Regions from separate parts of the Gossypium hirsutum genome. Here region 1 is linked to region 2. The links are chromatin contacts, called in public Hi-C maps. All regions are on one chromosome and are shown on one strand. The core of a region is the stretch at or near the end of the contact, and the rest is flanking DNA. Distances in the headings are between cores, read along the strand shown.

Region 1 (4,203 bases), core at 271-2,770, 190 kb after region 2:
CGAACTACAAAGAAGCTTCAGAATTATAAAACTTGCACTTCCTTAAGTACCTTAACTAGCATTAAAGCATCGAAAACATCTTGTTCGAGAGAAGAGGCTCTAAACATCCACGCCGCAAAAGAATTAAAATAAACAAAGATGTTAGCTTTCAGTATTATACCATTTGATTTGAAAAGTTTAAAAATGTTGTTTTCTAATAAATATATGTTTGTAGATTGCACTGTACCTGAGGATAAGTTTGATTTGAGGGGTTGAGAAGGAAGCGAGGTCCATGCCCCAACGGACGGCGCGACGGGCCTCGCGCTTCTTCTGGTTGCGGCTCTTCTTAACATCGGATTCCGAGTCGTCGCTGATTTCGTTTTCTCTGAGATCAGATGTAGATGGGGCATTGGGTAATCTGGTTCCGCGCGGGCGGAGACGAGCGTTCCGACGGGAGGAAGTTGAAGTGGCGAAAGAGAAACAATGGACAGGAGTTTTAGTTGATACTGTTAGTATCCGAGAGCAGCAGTGGTACTGCTGCTGCAGCTGCAATGGCGGCCATTGCCTTAGAGACCGTATCAACCGTGCCATGCTCCGGTAACAGTTGCCAGGCCGCCTGGAGGAAGACAATGATAGTATATGGTATTGGTAAATCGTTAAAGTTGCGACACGCCTCCTCGTTTATCTTTTCTTACAGATAATTCGCTGTAGGCCCAAACTAGGGGGAATGGATATCTTGTCTATTGGATGGTGTTAGCAGTTGGGCTTGGGCATCAAAGCTAAAACCAAACGGACTTTTACAAGATCCAGTAGAAAGGAATTGACTCCACATTCAAATTTGAACCATACGACCTGTTTTGAGGTAAGAATTGACGAGTTGAGCTGATAATTCAACTTCTAAAATCAAAAAGTCATCAAATAAATGGCGCAAAGCGAAGGGACAAAATAAGTAGACTTCTATCTGCCCATTGTATAAGTTAGAAGATTGCCTGTTTACAGGCAGTTTAGACGGGGTTGGAGTTGGGATCGTCAGGTAGTGGTTGAAGGCGACGCTCTCAGTGTTATTAAAGAAGTCCAAAACGAAGAAGAAGATAGATCATTATTAAGTTGTTATATTTCTGATATAAGATTCTTTAAGTAAAAGATTTGACACATGCTGGTTCAAGAAAATTTCTAGAACAGGAAATAGAGCGCACATGTAGTTGTAAGAGAGGGTTTGAAGCGAAATGAATCCACTTACCTAGAAGGCCGGATGCCGAGGTCAGTGATAATGGCGGTGGAGGAGGATGACAAGAGGCTTGGATCTGCCATAGAGAGGAAAAAGTTTCGGGAATTTTTCTTTTTTGGCAGAGGAACAGTTTCATTAAAGAGGAGTCTTGGTACTTGACTCGTCTTGGAGGCGGGCCTTTTATGTTTTTTTGGGCTAAGTATGAAAAGTCTATTTGGACTTGTAATGTGTGTACAGAATAGATTTTCTTTGGAAATGCTCAACTCAAATGTGCCAATGTTAGATTGTCACAGAAAGTATGAAGAATGACAGTGCAGTAATTTGAAAGTAAAGCATAAATGATAAAGAACCCATAAATTCATGAAGTAGAATAAAGAAATATTAATAACAGATAAAGAATTATAGAAAAGAGAAGGAACATGAGAAGAGAAAGAGAGCTTGTGAGTGTAACACTCGATTTAATCATCATTGATAACATGAGAATGATAGAGCAGCACCTAGGCTACTTATAAGAGTTCAGGTGTTTTAGATACATCAATAACAAAAAAATAGCAAACGAGCTATAGCTGTACCACTCGTTATAACAACCATAACAGACTTAATTGATAAACCAGAAACCAAATGGGCCGTTAACAGAAATGCTAAACCAGAAATGGGCTAGAACAAGGTAGACGGTTTCTCACAAGCATTTTAACAAACACCTTGCAATCATAGGCGGTGAGTAAGCTATGTTGTGCTTAACTCAAACATATCATCGAACACCTGAAGGTCATTCTTACTACCTGATATTCCCCCTATTTTCTCCTTCTCTGAGAAAACAACAGCAGTGGATATGAGCAAAGTTGACATAATCCAAGCTTTGATCGCAGCGCAACAAATTGAGATTCACTTAAAGGTTTAGTGAATAAATCTGCAACTTGATTGTGTACAGCAACATGATTGATTTGAAGGTCACCCTTTACTACTTTTTTTCGGACAAAATGGAGGTCAAGCTCGACATGTTTCATCTTTAAATGTAGAACAGGATTTGCCGATATCTGGGCTACTCTAGAATTATCATACCATACGTTGGAATCCCACAACACTGTTCTTCAAGATCAATAAGAAGATAAAAGAACCAAGCGATATCCGTCGCAGTATTGGCGACACTTCTAAATTCTGCCTCGGATGTGGAACGTGACACCACATGCTGCTTCTTGGATGATCAACCAACAAGGTTGCCATCTATGTAAATGCAGAAACCAGAAGTAGACCTCCTATCTTCGATAGAGCTACCCCAATCCGAGTCTGAAAAGGTTGTAACATCAACCTGATCCGTTGGAGTGTAGTACAGACCAAACTCAAGAGTTCCTTGGAGGTATCGTAGCACTCGTATGACTGCCATCCAGTGCTTGTCAGTTGGAGAGTGCATGTACTGACTGCGTTTATTTACAGTAAAGGCTATATCAGGTCGGGTAAGACAGGCGTATTGAAGCCCACCCACAATGCTTCTATATAAAATAGCCTTGGATGTAGGTAGCAATTGACCATCAGTTGAAGTAAGAGTAGGAGACACGATCATTGGAGTGGGAACCGAGGTAGTAGAGGTCATATCAGTACGGTTGATTAAATCACGAATGTACTTTTTCTGCAATAGATGTAAAGTGTCATTATGTCTATGCACTACCACTTCAAGAAAATAATGCAGAGGTCCCAAATCCTTAAGAGAAAATGACGTGTTTAACTGATGGATAACATCATTTAGTTTCTTCGAATTACTACCAGTGGGAATAATATCATCAACATACATCAAGCACCATATCCTAGTTTCTTCTCTTTGACGTGTAAATAAAGAAGTGTGAGCACATAAAGCTTGAAAATTTATCTTGGAACACAGAAAATCTTTGAGCTTTTGAAACCAGGCTCTCGGCGCTTGTTTGAGGCTATAAAGTGCCTTTCATAGTTTGCAAACTAGGGGTTGACCTTCGTCATTTCGTTGCTCAAAACCGGGGGGTTGTTGCATAAACACTTCCTCAACAAGATCTCCATTGAAGAAGGCATTGACCACATCCACTTTCCTCAATTCCCAACCATGAGTAACCGCTAAGGAGAGGAGAGTACGAATGGTATTTACTTTTGCTACCGGACTGAAAGTGTCATAAAAATCGAAGCTGATTTTTTGAGCATATCCCTTGGCAACCAGTCGGGCTTTGAAGCGATCCACAGTACCATCAGCTTGTTTCTTCAACTTGAAAAATCATTTGCATCCCACAGCATGTCGGTTTGGTGGTAGGGAAACTAAGCTCCACGTTTGATTCCTCACCAGTGCATCAAGTTCGTCATGAACTGCTTGTTGCCATTGAGGAAACCTCATGGCTTCATGAATGTCTGCAAGGGAAAAAGGTATATTATAATAAGAGATAATTTTTGGTTTTACAATACTGACTTGCCCCTTGTAATCATGGGGTGAGTATTAAGTTGTGACTGTTTTGGCAAATCTTGAGGCATTAACTCAGGTGATGGTACAGATGCAGAATTTGGAGAATCTTGAAACTGATGCTGATCGTGTGGGGAAGTAGTTGAGTGATCCTGCGATGAAAAAGAACAATTGATGTTAGAGCCATTATCCTGAGAGTTGAACAGATTAAAAACAGAATTTGGAGAATTGGATGGGTGTGCAGTAGATATTGGTGATAATTGAGCCAATGATTGCGACTTAGATAGATGCAAGGGAGAACAAAATTCAGTATTAGAATTTAAATCAGGTAATGAAACAACAGGTAAATATACTGTAGTAAATGGAGTACGTGAGGAAGGTAAAGAAGTGGACAGTTTATTCTTAATTAAAAAAGGAAAAATATCTTCCTGAAACTTAAGATGTCGAGATATATAAATTCGACCATCAGGCGCAAGACACTTATATCCCTTATGATTATCAGCAGTGCCCAAATATATGCAAGGTATAGACCGAAACTGCAGTTTGTTATGATTATAATGTGTCAACAAGGGAAAGCAAC
Region 2 (4,363 bases), core at 566-3,065:
TGTCACTTCTCGTGAACCTAAATCAATATCTCGTTAAAGAAATCTAGGCTTTTAAAAGAATTATGTATTTTATAATTTCCTTTTGGATGCAATCTGAATCAGGAAAAGTGTAATTAGCCCAGAAAAGGTAAAAATTGAAAAAGATACTCACCAAACCAATCTTTTTCTTTTGTTCGGAACTCACCAAACCACTACTGTAAGTAAAGTAAATACAAACGAAAACACATGATGACGGTTCACCTATGAACAAGTGTGCTTCTCCCAAAACCATAGACGTAAGAGTTAGACCCAAAACACGTTAATGCTTGCCTCCTTCAAACAACAAATGCTTCACAATAGGTGCAGGAGCAAAGATGTCTGCATGGTAAAAAGAGAACGCATGAACTCCTAGTGTTGCAAGAGTTAAGAGTTAGACCCAATACACCTTAATGCTTGCCTCCCTCTCAGATCCACAGACAGGACAAGAAACAAGAAATGCTTCACAAGAGTTGCAGGAGCAAAGGTGTCTGCAAGGTAAAAACAGAACGCATGAGCTCCTAGTGTTGCAGTGCTTACAAGCCATCTTTTTCTTGCTGTCTTCTTCTTGAACGTTATTGTCTCTTTCTTCTTCATCTCTGTGGCACGAACCATAATAAAAGGATTCTTCATCTTCAGCTGAACTGCTGACCCAAATTAGGCTCTCTCTCACTTGTTCCAGTCTTTTGTTTAGATCCATAACCTTCGCTTCATTTGCTTTTGCAAGTCTTTGCCATGACTCGCTTTCCATTTCCACTTTTCTTAAGCAGGCTTCAAGCTCCATCTTTTTCTTTGTTGCTCGTGCCAACTCTTCTTCTTTTCGCTTCATCAAATACAAGGCCTTTGATTCCATACTCTTTAGCAGAATGGTTTGTTGTTGCTTCCTTTGCTCTCGTAATACATATCTTAGCCTCTCATTCTGAGTTTTCCAAGCCCAGATATATGACACGAAAAATAAGAATTTTCAGTGAAACTGAAACCCTGAATAAAACAGTTAAACACAAAGGATATGATGGATTTCTTACCCGTAATTGAAGAAAGCAATCAATTTCCTGCCTTTGAATCTCCAGTTGAGCATCTAAAGGTTGAGAAACTGCCATGGGAACCAAGTTCTGAGCGTTTTGATGCGGATGAAAAGGAACGTCTTGAAGACTAGAACCAGCTTGGAATGAAGGAGCAGCAGGTGCAGGGTTTACCATCCAATCCTGAAGGCCACACATGGGCAAAGGCACACCCATATTTTCACGACACAACTGTGCTTGAACAGCCATAATAACTATCGCCAGGTATTGATCAAAACGAAGCAAAGCATCATTACAAGAAATAAAAATAAAAAGGATCCCCCTTGTCCCTTTGTAAATTCACTTACTTGGTAACCATGAAGGATATGAAAATGGGGTAGGTTTTAGTGCTAGAAAAAAAGATGAGGCCCTCCTTAAGACTTATTTCTTAATCGGCATAACCTTTGCCTTGTTTGTTGGTTTGGGTTCTCTGGTGTAACTGAAAATAGACAGACCATCGCGGAGGATACCCGTGGATGGTTATAAATAGAGTGGGAAAACCGACAAAAATCTTATGAGAGAGATACAACGACGACGTACACATTCAGATTTTGTGACAGCAAGTCACACAGGTATCGGCTCAAGAGATTTTCACAAAGAGGAAAAAAGAAAAATGTGTGGGTTTTGAAAGGGAAATTCACTGGATTGGGACGTGAAAGAGTCAGACGTTATAGAATAGAGGCGAAGGAATCAGAAATTTGGTGAATTTTGTCAGTTTTTTGGTCATTGGAAAAGGCTGAATAATAGTTCCCATTAATTCTTCCAGTCAGCTGTTGTTTTCATATCCTCTAATGAAACAATAAATAAAACCCACTTCTTTTATCACTAATTTTATCCTTTTTAAAAAAGAAACTCATCTTCTAACTGGAGTTTAATTATGCTCATATTTTACGGTCTTTTTAATGACCTTCGCTGTATTTATGTGGTAGGTTTCAAAACGACAATTTCCATGCAGAGGTCTGCAAATTGCGATTTGTGTTTGGGGGGGGGGGTATGAAGAGTTCTGAAATGCAGTTTTCAGGTTAGTCTGGTGCCATGTGTCAGCCCTTGGATTAATGGGCTAGTGTGGTCGAGACTGGTGGTATGGGCCAGAAACGTCACCTCATCTATAGTAAACCCAACTACCAGTCTCCTAGGGGCACCAGGATCCAGGAAGCATCGGTTGCGTTGCTTAGACCTTTTTAACTCATGGATATCAATTTAATCTTTAAAAATATAATTTAAAATGATAACGCCTAGATGGGCTTTTTGTCAACTTTCAACAAATACCTGGGCATCGGCCATTCGCCACCGCATTCAATATGCGAACACCTGGGGGCCTCATGCCTGCGCCTACCATGATAAACCTATCTTCAGAGTACTGGACGTGATTGTAGCCGGTCGGTTGATGAACAACAAAAACCTTTTCTAGAGAATTTGTGGTGATTTACTGACAAACAATGCCACACAACGTTTTAACCGCGAGCGCAGCATGTTACCTCTTTCATGCAATCACATTGCCCGCTGGTAAACTGCATTTGAGACGGAGGACGCGGTGGCTGCTGCAGATTCGTTTGTGCAATGGCTAAATGAGAGCTACATCAAAATCTCAGAAAGGGCTAGTTTCATACTGATATAACGACTTCGCTTGGCAGTAACTTCTCCGAGCGATGGTCCTTCCAATACCACTTGCACAAGGGGAGGTCAGTGAGTTTATGTGAGAAAATATTAGAATTTGAGGATGAAATTGTTGGACAAAACACGCGAATAAATATAAATATAAATAATTTATATTAAATACAAGATTTGAACATATAATATAAACAAATATATTTATATTTAAAAAAATGAGTAGATCTAAATAAAACAATTAAATAAATAAGCTTTTGAAAAACAGAAATTGAATAAGGGAATTGATTTTTACTAAATATTGAGGCATATTTTCACAGTTTCTTTAAGACAGATTCGGCCTCTCCTATGATACTTGGAGACACGTTGGTCAATTGTCTTCCAAGATACAACAATAAAATGATCGAAACAGTAGCACTTCTGCAGTGATCAACAAACAAACTTTGCATTCTTCTATCACCGAAACGTTTGAAAAATTGGAGAGATAAAGGGAAGAATTTTGAAGAGCAAAATAAATTCGTTGTATCTGTGTGTAAAAAATTTTGAAGAATTCTTTAGGCTTTTATAGGCATTCAATATGGAGGGATTTCGGAAATTTCCATGAATAAAGATACAAATTTGTATTAAATTTAAATCAATTTGAATAAAATCAAATCAAGATATGTAACAACCCGTTTTTAGTTAAATCGAAACAGTGGTTTCGGGACCACAAATCTGAGTTAGGAAGAAAATTTATTTTAATATTATTTCATGGTCTGCATTATGATAGGAAAGACGTATGAAAATTTTGATAAGAAAATTTTATTGATTTCATGTTTAATTGTTAGTAAGGACCAAATTGCATAAACTGCAAAAGTTGAATTCTAATAGCTAGAGGGATTAAATAGCTATGGAATTCAAAATTTGAGGTCCTTATAAGGCAAATAGACCATTAAGAGAAATTAGTAGATATTTATGATGATTCATTCATAGAAATTTAAGAAAAGAAAATGACTAAATCGAAAAGTAGGAAAAATAAAAGATGATAGTTAATTAAAAGATAAAAAATATCATTTTATATCATAATCTTCCCCAAAATTTTCCATGAAAACCCTAGATAAGGGAGAGAACTTCAAGAAAGCTTAATTGGGTAAGTAATCATGTCCCGTTTTTAGAAATTTTTACATTTCTAAGATCGTAATAACTTAATCTATCTATTTTGGGGATCAATTTGCAAAGTTATCAAAGTATTAAAATTTTTTCATGGATGAGTATGCTGAAATTTTGAAATTTATGGTACAAAATGAAAGGTTGTTGATAGATAAACAACTTTTGTAAAGGAAATTTTCATGAAATTATGATTTAGGGATTTAATTTAAAAGATGTAAAATTCATGGAAAAATTTTGAATTTTTTGAAATACATGGACTGTTATTGTTATATGAAAAATTCAGCTAGGTTTTGAATAATGATTAAATTGCATGAATTTCATTTTCCAAGCTTAGGGACGGAATCGTCATTTATTAGAAGTATAGGGGCAAAATGGTAATTTTCCTAGGATGTGAATTGGATTGAATTGAATATGAAATGTGTTAAATTGATATTAAATTCATTTATATAGATCTGGAAAGATCAAATAAAAAGTTAGATCGAGGAAAAGAAAAAGTATCAGATTAGTAAATTTCCTTATACGAGCAAATG

Evidence for each region. A called contact is a pair of places that touch in the nucleus more often than the background predicts.
Region 1: a contact with region 2 is called in a Hi-C map of leaf, with 2.2 times the contacts expected there. The contact joins the promoter of LOC107940633 here to the promoter of LOC107921419 in region 2. A contact is called at or near these places in 4 of 34 Hi-C or Micro-C datasets (all in leaf).

The regions. Positions count from the first base shown.
Region 1 is chrD01:17,319,511-17,323,713 of Gossypium_hirsutum_v2.1, forward strand. LOC107940633 (UPF0307 protein ECA0281) reads right to left here and starts at 1,521. Exons shown (of 7, transcript XM_041087230.1): 1 at 1,220-1,521; 2 at 227-831; 3 at 51-99. The coding sequence starts at 570.
Region 2 is chrD01:17,130,667-17,135,029 of Gossypium_hirsutum_v2.1, forward strand. LOC107921419 (probable BOI-related E3 ubiquitin-protein ligase 2) reads right to left here and starts at 1,816. Exons shown (of 2, transcript XM_016851272.2): 1 at 1,041-1,816; 2 at 272-934. The coding sequence starts at 1,286. The coding sequence ends at 410.